4 separate regions of the Mus musculus genome follow, and regions 1, 2 and 4 are each linked to region 3. A link is a contact called in public HiChIP or PLAC-seq and promoter capture Hi-C data. All regions are on one chromosome and are shown on one strand. The core of a region is the stretch at or near the end of the contact, and the rest is flanking DNA. Distances in the headings are between cores, read along the strand shown. Region 1 overlaps Nav1 (neuron navigator 1). Region 2 holds the start of Ascl5 (achaete-scute family bHLH transcription factor 5). Region 3 holds the start of Phlda3 (pleckstrin homology like domain, family A, member 3). Region 4 overlaps Nav1 (neuron navigator 1).

The links. Promoter capture Hi-C pulls out the DNA fragments that hold promoters and counts their contacts. HiChIP or PLAC-seq counts read pairs in DNA pulled down with a chosen protein or histone mark.
Region 1: an H3K4me3 HiChIP or PLAC-seq map of embryonic stem cells shows a contact between it and region 3, with 11 read pairs. The contact joins the enhancer-like site here to the promoter of Phlda3 in region 3. A contact is called at or near these places in 3 of 39 promoter capture datasets (3T3-L1-derived adipocytes, the HPC-7 cell line and cranial neural crest), 4 of 115 datasets of contacts at active chromatin or transcription factors (embryonic hindbrain, embryonic stem cells and pancreatic cancer cells) and 2 of 9 other capture datasets (adipose tissue and liver).
Region 2: a contact with region 3 is called in a promoter capture Hi-C map of fetal liver, with 7 times the contacts expected there. The contact joins the promoter of Ascl5 here to the promoter of Phlda3 in region 3. A contact is called at or near these places in 4 of 39 promoter capture datasets (cranial neural crest, fetal liver, hematopoietic stem and progenitor cells and 1 more), 1 of 115 datasets of contacts at active chromatin or transcription factors (pancreatic cancer cells) and 1 of 9 other capture datasets (liver).
Region 4: an H3K4me3 HiChIP or PLAC-seq map of embryonic stem cells shows a contact between it and region 3, with 13 read pairs. The contact joins the enhancer-like site here to the promoter of Phlda3 in region 3. A contact is called at or near these places in 2 of 39 promoter capture datasets (cranial neural crest and embryonic stem cells), 1 of 484 Hi-C or Micro-C datasets (embryonic stem cells), 3 of 115 datasets of contacts at active chromatin or transcription factors (embryonic midbrain, embryonic stem cells and pancreatic cancer cells) and 2 of 9 other capture datasets (liver and pancreatic islet).

What each region holds. Positions count from the first base shown.
Region 1 is chr1:135,483,794-135,486,622 of GRCm38.p6, forward strand. The region is part of intron 3 of Nav1 (neuron navigator 1); the gene reads right to left. Among named protein-coding and RNA genes, the nearest start is that of Gm32940, 27 kb to the right of the region's middle. Within about 2 kb of position 1,563, at least 20 of the 459 cell types and tissues checked have an H3K27ac peak or open chromatin away from gene starts, as enhancers often do. A contact at or near this core is called in embryonic stem cells, where this site is marked.
Region 2 is chr1:136,049,392-136,052,147 of GRCm38.p6, forward strand. Ascl5 (achaete-scute family bHLH transcription factor 5) reads left to right here and starts at 1,413. Exons shown (of 1, transcript NM_001270609.1): 1 at 1,413-1,979. The coding sequence starts at 1,413. The coding sequence ends at 1,979.
Region 3 is chr1:135,764,770-135,767,839 of GRCm38.p6, forward strand. Phlda3 (pleckstrin homology like domain, family A, member 3) reads left to right here and starts at 1,316. Exons shown (of 2, transcript NM_013750.2): 1 at 1,316-2,125. The coding sequence starts at 1,680. The coding sequence ends at 2,057.
Region 4 is chr1:135,501,088-135,503,912 of GRCm38.p6, forward strand. The region is part of intron 3 of Nav1 (neuron navigator 1); the gene reads right to left. Among named protein-coding and RNA genes, the nearest start is that of Gm32940, 9.5 kb to the right of the region's middle. Within about 2 kb of position 1,259, at least 20 of the 459 cell types and tissues checked have an H3K27ac peak or open chromatin away from gene starts, as enhancers often do. A contact at or near this core is called in embryonic stem cells, where this site is marked.

The DNA of each region.
Region 1 (2,829 bases), core at 313-2,812, 280 kb before region 3:
AAAACTTCTTGTAGGTAAAAATAATTCAACATTAAGTGTTTATGTTTCTGTCTGGACTTTACATAAGCACTCATTTACTTTAAAAAGTCTAGCAGTGTGTAATAAACTCTTGTTAGGAAGAGACAAAGTTATGAAATCTCAAGCAAATGACACAAAGAACTATTTGTCTCAGGCTAAGCCTAAGTCAATGCATCTAAACAAGGGAACATGTTTAGGACTCGAATTAATTCAACCAACCTAGGATTGCAAAGAGATCGCACTATTCATTTGTCTTCTGTTCGTTCTTCAGGGAGGTGAGATTCCATGCTTTCCCCGGGTGACTCAGAGTCACGGGGATATGGGTGGCTCCAGCAAACAGACTCCCTTGTTCACTGCCCCTCAGCTTCCCTCCCATTTTGGTTTATTTTGGCTCCAGGTTTAAGAGTGCACAATCCATCATGGAGCCTGGGTCCTGTCCATGGTGATGGGAGTTGGCTGCACAGCTTGTTGAATTGTTTTAAATTTTCCTCTTTTTAAAAGCAGCGTGGTGATCTAGATCTGTGCTGACCCTGTTGTCACAGAGTACCTGGAATGTGGCAAGCTCAAAGACTTATTAGTAGGAAGAAAAAAAATGGAAAAAAATTTTATTAATAATTTTATATAAATTCTATTTTAAAACAATATTTTTGATGTATTCGTTTTAAAAGAACATAGCTAACTTCTTTTTTTTTTTTTTTTTTTTTAAAGATTTATTTATTTATTATATGTAAGTACACTGTAGCTGTCTTCAGACACTCCAGAAGAGGGAGTCAGATCTTGTTACGGATGGTTGTGAGCCACCATGTGGTTGCTGGGATTTGAACTCTGGACCTTCGGAAGAGCAGTCGGGTGCTCTAACCCACTGAGCCATCTCACCAGCCCGAACATAGCTAACTTCTGCTTTACTTTTAAAAAACTGTTTTTACTAGAAAGTTTAAAGTTACACACGGGGCTTGCATTTCATTTGTCCTGGAAAGCTCTGTCCTACATAAGAAGCTGTAGGTCACTGCTCTAGGTGTCAGCTTAGAGGAACTGAAATTCATTAACGGCTGTAGCAGTCATGACCTGAGAAGGCTACAGTGTGTGACTGAACTGCATCTGTCCTTCTCACTGACACCGAACGTGGAAGAACTGTTAGGGTACACGCTGGGTTTGTAGCCATGGTCTTCAGAAAATATTTAGGAGGTGAAAAAGGTCAGAGTGTTTTCCAAAAAAGACAACAGGGCTGTAAGTGGCAGCACCTGCTGGTTATCCCAGCGCTCTGACGGTTTAGGCAGGAAGATGGCAAGTCATGTTAATGAGAGAGGCTTGGTCTAAAAGAAAAAGGGAGGCAGGCAGGGACAAGCTGGAGAGAGACATAGCGGCGGTGGAAGAATTAGAACAAAATTGGGCAACTGTGCGGTGCTTAGCTTTGAAAGTATACCAAGACCATCTTTTGCTATCCTTAAAGTCAGTTATCTTCTCACCCCTGTGTGGACTCGGACAACTCCTGGAGCGAGGGGGAGTAGAATGTCTGCTCCGTTACATGTCTGTGGTTTGGCAGGGCCAGAGGCAAGCCAGGCAAATCCAGCCAACAAGGCCAGACAATGGGAGGGAAGGATGGGTTCGGCCCCTGAGTAAGAGGAGGCAGCTGGTCAGAAGGGTGCCAGTACCTGGTTGTTTTAAACTGGGAGTTATGTCAAGTTTTCAGCAAAGGTAAAGATCACCAGGAAGAAACTCTGAAGAACGGGGATTACACAGGAGAACTCGACTTCAAGACAGATTAGCAGTAAGTGCACACTACTCCAATCGAGAAAACTAATAGTGTTAGTAATTAAAAGCACTTTCTGATTTAATGACGTTCTCTCTGCTGAGACAAAATACTTTGGCCAGAGCAATGTAAGGGAGAAAGGTTTATTTTGCTTCAGAGTTCCGGGAATGGGTGGGACACGGTCCATCGCGAGGAAACCGCCTAGCTGGCTGCATCCAGCCACAACTGTATCCTTCTCACTCGGGAAGCAGAGAAAGAACAGAGAGTGGGGCCAGGCCATACTACCTCACCAACCATCTTTAGTGATCCTCTTCCTCCAGTGAGGCTCCCTCTTAAAGGTTCTGCCACCCTGCAAACAGCACCACAGCTGGGACATTTCCCCTTCAACCCCTAACAGGTGCTGAAGTTCAGTCTGAGTAACAGAACTGTCTGACTAATCGTCCCAGCTCCCAGATGCTGAGCCTTAACTCACAACAGTGAATTAGGGGTCCCTGAAGTCAGAATTAAGTCCTATTGATCTGTCACTGGCCATTAAATAAAGAAGCAAAGAAAGAAGTTACCGTAGCCAAGGAGCCCACCACTTGAGGGTTATCCGTTGCCACATTTAGAAACAAATTCTGACCTAGACTCAACTTGGGAAAAATCAAAGGTTAGTTTTGCAGAATTGGGAAATATTTCTGAGAGCAAACCTAGCTGAAGGGGAAGTCAAGACAAGTATCCCCCATCTCCCATGTCCTGCTTCCCCCATCCCCCATGTCCTACCCTCCCTTGGTCATTCTTTTCAGCTCTGGAATCGCAGGTTTCCATCACTACCCTTTTCTCGAGTCACTCAGCCATAATTTCTAAAGTGTCTGCCAGGGTCCCCTAAGGCATTTAGAAAGGGAGTTGGTGTAAATAAACACAGAACTAGCACACCATAGCACACCACCGGAGTACAACGCCACTCTGACGCATACCAGGGCACGTCTGCTGCTCTTTTTGATGATGTAACAGAAAATCGAGAAAACATCTGCCTGCCTGGTCCCAACTCTTGTCAACTTCGTCAACTCTTCCTTACTCTG
Region 2 (2,756 bases), core at 163-2,662, 280 kb after region 3:
GTACAGAGTGAGTTCCAGGACAGTGAAGGTTACACAGAGAAATCCTGTCTCCAAAAGCCAAAGGGGAAAGAAAAAGATAGAAAAAAGAAAAGAAAAGAAAAGAAAAAAAGAAGACACCTTGTAAGGTGCCATAGAGGAGAAAGCCAAGAGGGTTTGAGACCCATATGTCCTCCTGGACCCATGTGACCTGGGACAGGGAAGGGGAAGGTGACAACAGTCTGCGGGGCAGGAAGCTTTGAAATAGCTAACCCCCAGGGCTTTGTAATCAGGGTTATCTTTCATTCACCAGAGAGGGGCTTGGGCTAACTTGAGATAGTTGCTCCAACTCCTCCTGCTAGTTCGATTAGCTCCGTTAAACAATGGTATTACAGTTAAATGTGTCTCTGTATGGATATGTGCAGGTGGACACAGTGCTCTTGGAAGCAAAGGGACTCTGATCCTCTATAGTGAGTGTTACAGGCAGTTGTGAGCTCCTGGCTGCTGGAAACCCAGTCCTCTGTAAAAAGCAGTACCTGCTTTTAATCACAAAGCCATCTCTCTAAACCCCCTGTCCCAGTAGACTGTCTCAAGTTTTAGTTGTCAGGCCCTGGAAGGTAGCCTTGAGGAGATGATCTGAATTCTCAGAGGAAATGATATTAATGGCTGCCGTTATCTGCCAGGCCAAGTACCGGGTGCTTTGGAATGTGTTTGTACTCTTTTGGTTCTCATCTTAGGAACTATAAAGGATGTTTTCTGTCTCTCCAAATATGGAATTCTGACTCTAAGATGTATGTCACTTGACTATTGAGGAGTGAACCCTAGATTTGAGCTCAGACCAACAGTTCTCCAAATCCCCGCCCTCTTTCCTCTTGATTGTTTCTGGAGATAGGAGTACCACAAAGGCCTTTCCTTAGTGATATGTTCACTTTTCTCTACTTTTAGCAAAGTTCTGGGAACTCTTCTGCTGAGCTGACGGGCTCTCCGCCTCTGCCCACATCCCCCGCAGATCCGGGATCCTGCAAAAAGATCCAGTGAGGAACAAGAATTGGGCGCTGGGGGAATCTGGTCATGGAGGCTCGCAGCTAGAGCCAGGGGCAGTGCTGGCGGCCTTGGACTGCAGGAAGAGGCAAGACTCTCAGTCCAGGAGGACCAGGCAGGGAAGAGGGAGAAAGTGCTCAGATTGCTCAACACATGTCACCGCAGGCGCGACCACAGCAGATACCTGCTGTGCCTCTGCTAGCTGCTGCACTTGTCCAGAGCTATGACTCACATTAAGGAGTCCAAGCCAACCCAAAAAGGCAAAATGAAGCCTTAGCAACTCGCAGCACCCCAGAGTGCTAGCAATGTGACTTGTCCCCTTTGTCAGGACCACACAGAGCCCGTGCAGAGGCCTTTCAGAGGGCCTCACTCTGGGTCCAGCTCCACGAGGCACAATGAACAGTAACTTCTGCCGAGCTCTGGTGGACCGTGGGCCCCCGGGGGGCATGCAGCTAGGTGTCGTGGCCCCTGCTGGACAGACGCCGCTGGCAGCCACCGAACCCTTGAGCAACGTACCCTTTCTATTGTACCCCGGCCACTCCGAGCCGCCTTACTACGACGCCTACACTGGGGTGTTCCCCTACGTGCCCTTTCCCGGCGCCTTCGGGGTTTACGACTACCCGTTCGAGCCTGCCTTCATCCAGAAGCGCAACGAGCGAGAGCGGCAGCGCGTCAAGTGCGTGAATGAGGGCTACGCGCGCCTCCGCGGCCACCTCCCCGGCGCCCTGACTGAGAAGCGGCTCAGCAAGGTGGAGACACTGCGCGCCGCCATCCGCTACATCAAGTACCTGCAGGAGCTGTTGAGCGCCACCCCCGACGGCGCGCCACCTCCCGCCACCTCCCCGCCGCCCGCCCACACGGGCCACAGCAACGTGCCGCAGCCCTCTTCCTTGGTGGCCGAGTCCAGTGGATCCCCCTTTTCCTCGTCGCCTTTTTTGGAGTCGGAGGAACCCAGCCTTTGATCTGGCCAGAGGCCTGGACTTGCCCCTCTAGGGAACAGCTTTGGGGGCTTCTGGGTCATCTGTGCGGGACAAAGAACAGTGGTGTTCGAGGTCTGTGATCCCACCTCCACCCACTTGAGCCAGATGTGAGGGCCTGGGGTAGAGATGGCGAGATACGGATCCCAGGAGCTGATGTCTGCGGTGAGGAGCAGAGCCCTGGACAGCTCCTGGACCAGCCTCAGCGAAGCTCTGCTGTCCACCACACCAAGTCCCCTGGAAGTCAGCCACACTTTCTGTTATGCCTGAACCTTCCACAAGATGGCCTCAAATACTAGCGAGGAGCTTGATGGCCTCTAAAGAGCAGGAATTCTGAGGGAGGGACGAGGGAAGTGAAGACAGGCAGCTGCTTGCATTCAGCACCCTGGAGCTGACAGACTTAGGGGAAGTGTGTGTGTGTGTGTGTGTGTGTGTGTGTGTGTGTGTGTGTGTGAGAGAGAGAGAGAGAGAGAGAGAGAGAGAGAGAGAGAGAGAGAGAGAGAGAGAGAGAGGGAGGGAGAGGTCGCTGGTGCCCATTGGCTTCCTTGACAGCGAGTGATCACCTCCCCTCTCCCACCCTTCAGTCTCTTCTGGACTTAACGCCTCCCCCACCCCAAGACTTGTAAGCTTCTAGGGTCCACTGACATTGTGTTTACATCAAGGACTAAATAAAAAGGGATTGTTGAATTTTGTGATTCCTGAATTATTGTCTATGCCCACCCTCCACCTTGCAATGTTTGCTAGCTGGTGCAGTCACCTAAC
Region 3 (3,070 bases), core at 66-2,565:
TGTCTAATCTCTCTCCTGGAGTGGCATTGTGGGAGTTGGGAGCTGAGGGACAGGGAGAAGGTCAGAGGGAGGGACAGACAGGGCTCTGGATGGGAAACTGATGACTCTTTCTCTCCACAGCTGGCTTGGTTCTGCAGGGGAGGATACCCCCGGCTCACAACAGAATCCTCCCTGTGCCCGTTAGTTTTTCGACACCGAGGACCAAAACAGGAGGTGTGAGTACAAAGAGGTCTTCTTTCTGACTAATTATTTATCATTAGTCCCAGAACCTTTACGATTAACATGTCCATGAGTAGGTGTTTAAGAAACTTTGGCCTGGAGGGGTTGACCAAGAGGGCCAGATGAGGGAGGTCCTAGGAGAGACATCTTTCTCCGGCTTCTGACCTTATATGATGGAAGACATAGTAGGAAGAGAGAAATAACTGAGTTGGCAGATCTGTCCCGGGTCTTCACGAATGGTCACTAAGTTGCTCTTCGCAACAATCCTACCAGATCAGAATGGATTAGTTATCCCATTTGATACATGAAAGTATGGAATAAGGTTAGAGCCATTGGCCAGGTAGGAGAGGTTTGAAGTCAACTGAGAAAAGCCTGTCTCCCTTCAGCATAGTGTCCCAGGAGAAGCCCATTCTCTGCTGTGGACTCTGCAGAGAAGCCACAAGGCTGAGGGCTAACTGCAGTAGGCATGGTTGGGCTCCAAGTCAATGCTCTGTGAGACAACCCCACACCCACAGCACGTGTGTCTACTTCCCATTGATCCATCAGGATTTCTCTCTCCCCACTTTATACACACTATTTTCTAACGCCTACCTAAGTAGAGGCAGGGAAAGGTGGGAGAGTAGGTTGTCAGATCTGTGGCCAGCCTCCCTTGAGCCCAGCAGAGAGACATCTGCTGATGATGGTGGACAGACCCAACACTAGCTTTTGGCAGAGGCTGGGCGACCAGAACTCTCGTGCTCTGAGAAGCAGCGGGTATTTGACACCCACCCTGCCATGGTGCCACTGCGTTATCGTCAAGCCGGCCCCACCCCAGGCCAGCAATGACCTGGCTCCTCTAGGAGAGGATCCTCGGCCCTCCCCCACTTCTCCTCTTTCTCCTTCTGCTATGCCCCGGGTGTGAGGCCGGGGTGAACGGTTGAGGCTGGGGGTCGGGTGAGGGGCTCGGAGCGGTGTTTTAAGAAGGGGCAGCCCGCAGGCTATTGAGAAAGCAGCCCCCTCCCGGGCCCGCGCTGCTGATGGGTGTTGGAGCCCCACTGCAGCCCCGCCCCCCGGGGCCCTGTCCGGGCGGGTGCGCGGCGCAGAGGGGAGGGCCAGCGGGGCAGGAATGCGCGGCGGGCGGCGCAGGAGGCGAGCGGTGGAACATGTAAGGGCACATCCCGCCAGCAGCCGCCCAGCTCGCAGACGGAGCGCAGGGGAGCGGGCGTGCGGGCGGCGAGGCGCAGGGCACCGGGTAGAGGCTCGGGGAGGTCGAAGCGGCGCGCAGGGTTCCAAGCCGGCGGCGAGAGAGTAGCATCGCACGAGCCTCCCGGTACCCGCTGTCTGCGAGGCGGCCCGGGCCGCAGGCTCGACCGCACAGGGAGCAAGGCCAACCAGCTCCAGGGCGCGAGAAGCCGGCGCTGTAGAGCCGGGACAGCCGGGATCGCCGCAGCCTCCAGAGCTGTGGGAACCTCGGGGTGCCCATGACGGCGGCGGCGACCGTGCTGAAGGAGGGCGTGCTGGAGAAGCGCAGCGGCGGGCTGCTGCAGCTGTGGAAGCGGAAGCGCTGCGTGCTCACCGAGCGCGGGCTGCAGCTCTTCGAGGCCAAGGGCACGGGCGGCCGGCCCAAGGAGCTCAGCTTCGCCCGCATCAAAGCCGTGGAGTGCGTAGAGAGCACCGGGCGCCACATCTACTTCACGCTAGTGACCGAAGGCGGGGGCGAGATCGACTTCCGCTGCCCCCTCGAAGACCCTGGCTGGAACGCTCAGATCACCCTGGGCCTGGTCAAGTTCAAGAATCAACAGGCCATCCAGACTGTGCGGGCCCGGCAGAGTCTTGGGACTGGGACCCTTGTGTCCTAAACCATGAGGCGTATCATTTTATCGACATGCCCCCCCTCTCCCATCTCCGTGCCCAGAAGACATGTCAGGTGAGTCCCAGAGCACTGAATCCTCTCTCTTCTTCCTCCTCTGCTCTCTATAGAAAACCAGGGGCTTTGATTTCTATCCCAAAGCTGGACGATCCCAGAGAAGGTTGTTGGGACCAACAGAGCGTAGATCCGAAGAGAATGTGTTTTTGGAAGCCGGGCCTTTTGCCAAGTGAGCAGAGCAGGCCCTTTCCCTAGGGCACCAGGCAGGAGGGTCCTTAATGTAACCCAAGTGTCGGAGAGGAAGATGGGTGGGAGCACGGAGAGAGAGCACGGGTGGGATAGGCCTCCTCAGAGATTGGTTCACTCACCATAGGACTCCTGCGTTGTATGACTGTCTTCCAGAATGAATGCATGCTGGAGAATGTAAGTGTTGAACTGCGATGACAACTCACTACGGTGTAGTTATCGAAGGAGTTATAAGGGCTTGCGAACAAAACCATGCTGTCTTAGGTCCCTACGTGGGGCCTCAGTGGAAGGCTGGGCTGAGCCAATGGCTTCAAAAACTCATTCTTGATAATGGATCTGGGGCTCCAGGGCTGAGGTGTGGGAGCATAAAGGAGTGTGAGATGTGGAATGTGAGATGTGGCCGGGACATCATTGCAGGGATGATAGGCCTGGCCTATCCATGAGTGCTGGCCAAAGGCATGCTGGGCCAGAGGAGGAGAAGCTAGAAGAGGGATGGGTGGCTGAGAACAGGATGGGGCCATGCATCTCTATTCATGATGTCTTAATCCTCCTAAAGGCAGAAGGTGGGGGGTGGGGGGGTTGGTTTGTGGTTAGAATGGCTCAAGGGAGGGACCAAGAATAGAACCTAGAAGCCATGGCATTTAGCCGTGTGCCCTCTTCCCCAGATACTACTCCCTCCTCATGGGAATCAGAGCTGGGGTTTATATAATTCTGCCCTTAACTTCTCCAACGGAAGCTTTGGTCCCTCTGAACCCAGCT
Region 4 (2,825 bases), core at 9-2,508, 260 kb before region 3:
CAGCAAATTACACAGAAAGGTGCCAGCGAACCTCAGTGCCTGCAGCTCAGAATCCTAGAACCCACAGGGGTTTCTCCCACCTTCCCAACTCAGCTCCTCAGGCCCAGATCCACAGCGCACTGTATCCACCACCGTCAGCTTTAAAAATGGGACAGGGTTTTAATGATGCAAGACAATATGAAAACAATAGCTTTCTAGAACTTTTAAAATCTCTAAACTTTAAGATTTTTTTTTATCGCTCCCTGCCCCCATCAAGTTTTCTCAGTAATTTGCCTTTTTCAGCATTTCTGTGGATCCCATAATAGTTCTGATAAGAAGTGACTTTCTTTGTATTTAATAATTAAATTATACATGGGGGCATGAACAGACTTGGAAATGCACCCACATCTTGGGAAGGAGTCATCGTGATGGTAGGAGCAGAGGTGCGGGCACACCAGAGCAGCCGCTCCGCAGCTCCTGATTCCGATGCAGATGCTCTCAGCTAGAGTAGACAGAGGAGCAAGTGGGTGCATGCAGGGGACTCTGCTGCATCCAACGCTCAAGCCATTTCTTCTTTTCCTCCTCTTTATTAAAAAACCAAAACAAACAAACAAACAAAAACAAAAGACCCAAAACTTTACTTTTAACTTTTTTTTTTTTTTTTGGAGATGGTCTTATATAGCTTAGGCTGGGCTTGAACTCCCGATCCTTCTGCCCCCACCTCCTATGTGCTAGGATTACAGGGGTATGCTATCTGCCTGGACATGCAGAAAACCATTTCAGGAAGACAAGAGTGACATCCATGGCTTCAAATTCCACCCTCTATTGCTTTCAATATATTTCCCCCGCCTCGCCTCTGAATTTCCCTGCTAAATGTAAAGGTCAGACAGAGGTGTGGGTAAGGGAGGCTGACAGAAATAAATATTCTGATTATCCTTGAATCTCTGGACTGAGATCGTGACCAGTGTTATTGTATTTGGATGTATTGTTTTACTGGCAGAAGTGTTCAGAGTTAGAATGAGCTAGCCTGCATTTATAAAAACAAAGACGGAGTGAAGCCAAGGCTTGCCAAGAGCAGATTGGTATTTGAAACCCAGACACCAAGTCGAGAACTTCTTTTGGGATGTTCCTACGGGCTCACGGCTTCTCTAGACCAGCAACACTTTCCCCGGAGACTGGACCCTCGGGGGAATCCGAGCTACTTCTATAATGATTAGCTCTGTGCCGGTTCCCAGAATTAGTGCCTCAGAACCTGAGAGCTCCCATGTGCATGACTAAGCAATGATCCCCTCCCTCCTGCAGAGGCTCATGGGAAGTTTCTCAAGCAGAAGACTTGGTCTTTTCTCTGCCCTGGGGTTTCGAGGTCAGGGGTGGAGTCTGATGGAAGCTTCTAGGTTCTCTGGTGTGACAACTGAAGGTAGGAACAGAAGCCATCAAGCCACAGGCAAGCTGATATTTTGCCTGGGTTTCCCTAAAAGGACCTCAGAATAAAAAAAAAAAACCCACCTGGGCTCTAATGGCAAACACAAAGATCATGTATATAGATTGAAAGCAATTTCTATAAATAATGGGGGAGGGCAGGTGTAATTACTGTACCTCCTCCATATTTAATTTCTAAGAGTGGAAGAGGAGGATTCTTAATGATGACACGAGGAAAATTAATGAATTAACACGCCGCTCATGCTAGCTCAAAGTTTTACAATGCATCCTGATTGCTGAGAGCTGGGCCATGGTGGGCTACACTCACCACGGGAACTGCAAGCATAATAACCTAGAATTCATGAGAGGTATCTACGAGACAGGGAATCTTTTCCACGTAGGAGCAAGGGGCGAGGGAGCAAGGTCTAGGATGTGTATCCGGGGAACACTGCTGCCATCTAGGTCACTGAGCCTGGCAAAAGAGCTCAGAAACCCAGGATGCCCGAGAGTAAATCCCAAATATGTGTTTGCCTTAAGGACCCACTGGTAAAATACTCTCATTGTACGCTAGGGATTGAGCCCAGGGCCCTTCGTGTTAGGTAAGGGCTGACCTCTGAGTGATAACTCCAAACCTTCGGTTTTAAAGCTGTTAAAACCCTACTTTTAAAAAGTAGGCATACAGTGGGCAGATCGCCAGGATCAAAACCTGACCATCTAGTACAGTATCAGACAAGAATTTAAGCTGGGCGGTGGTGGCTCACGCCTTTAATCCCAGCACTTGAGAGGCAGAGGCAGGCGGATTTCTGAGTTCAAGGCCAGCCTGGTCTACAGAGTGAGTTCCAGGACAGCCAAGGCTATACAGAGAAACCCTATCTCGAAAAACTAAAAAAAAAAAAAAAAAAAAAAAAAAGAAGAAGAAAGAAAGAAAGGAAGAGAAGAGAAGAGAAGAGAAGAGAAGAGAAGAGAAGAGAAAAGAAAAGAAAAGAAAAGAAAAGAAAAGAAAAGAAAAGAAAAGAAAAGAAAAGAAAAGAAAAGAAAAGAAAAGAAAAGAGAAGAACTTAAAATAACATGGGGGAAATGTTCCAAGCCTGAAAAGTCACTTTCTTACACAGAAAGCCTGTGTTTATAGGAGCATAGAGCTCTGGGCGCACTGCCAGAGTGTCAAGAATGGGAAGACACTGAGAATTCAACAGTGGGAAGGACTGTATGATACCAGTTCTTTACAAATTGCCTATTGGTCCCAATGTGCCATAAACCCTCTTTAAGGTGTGTCTGGGACTCAGGGCTCTCCCTCCTTCTTCTTTTATGCCGGAAACTTCTCTCTTCCAGAACATTCTCTACAGACTTCTCCACAGTCTTTGAACACTCACTGGTCCCTTAATGTACTGCTCCTTAGCCTGGGCTTAAAGTCCCTTCATATTTCTGAC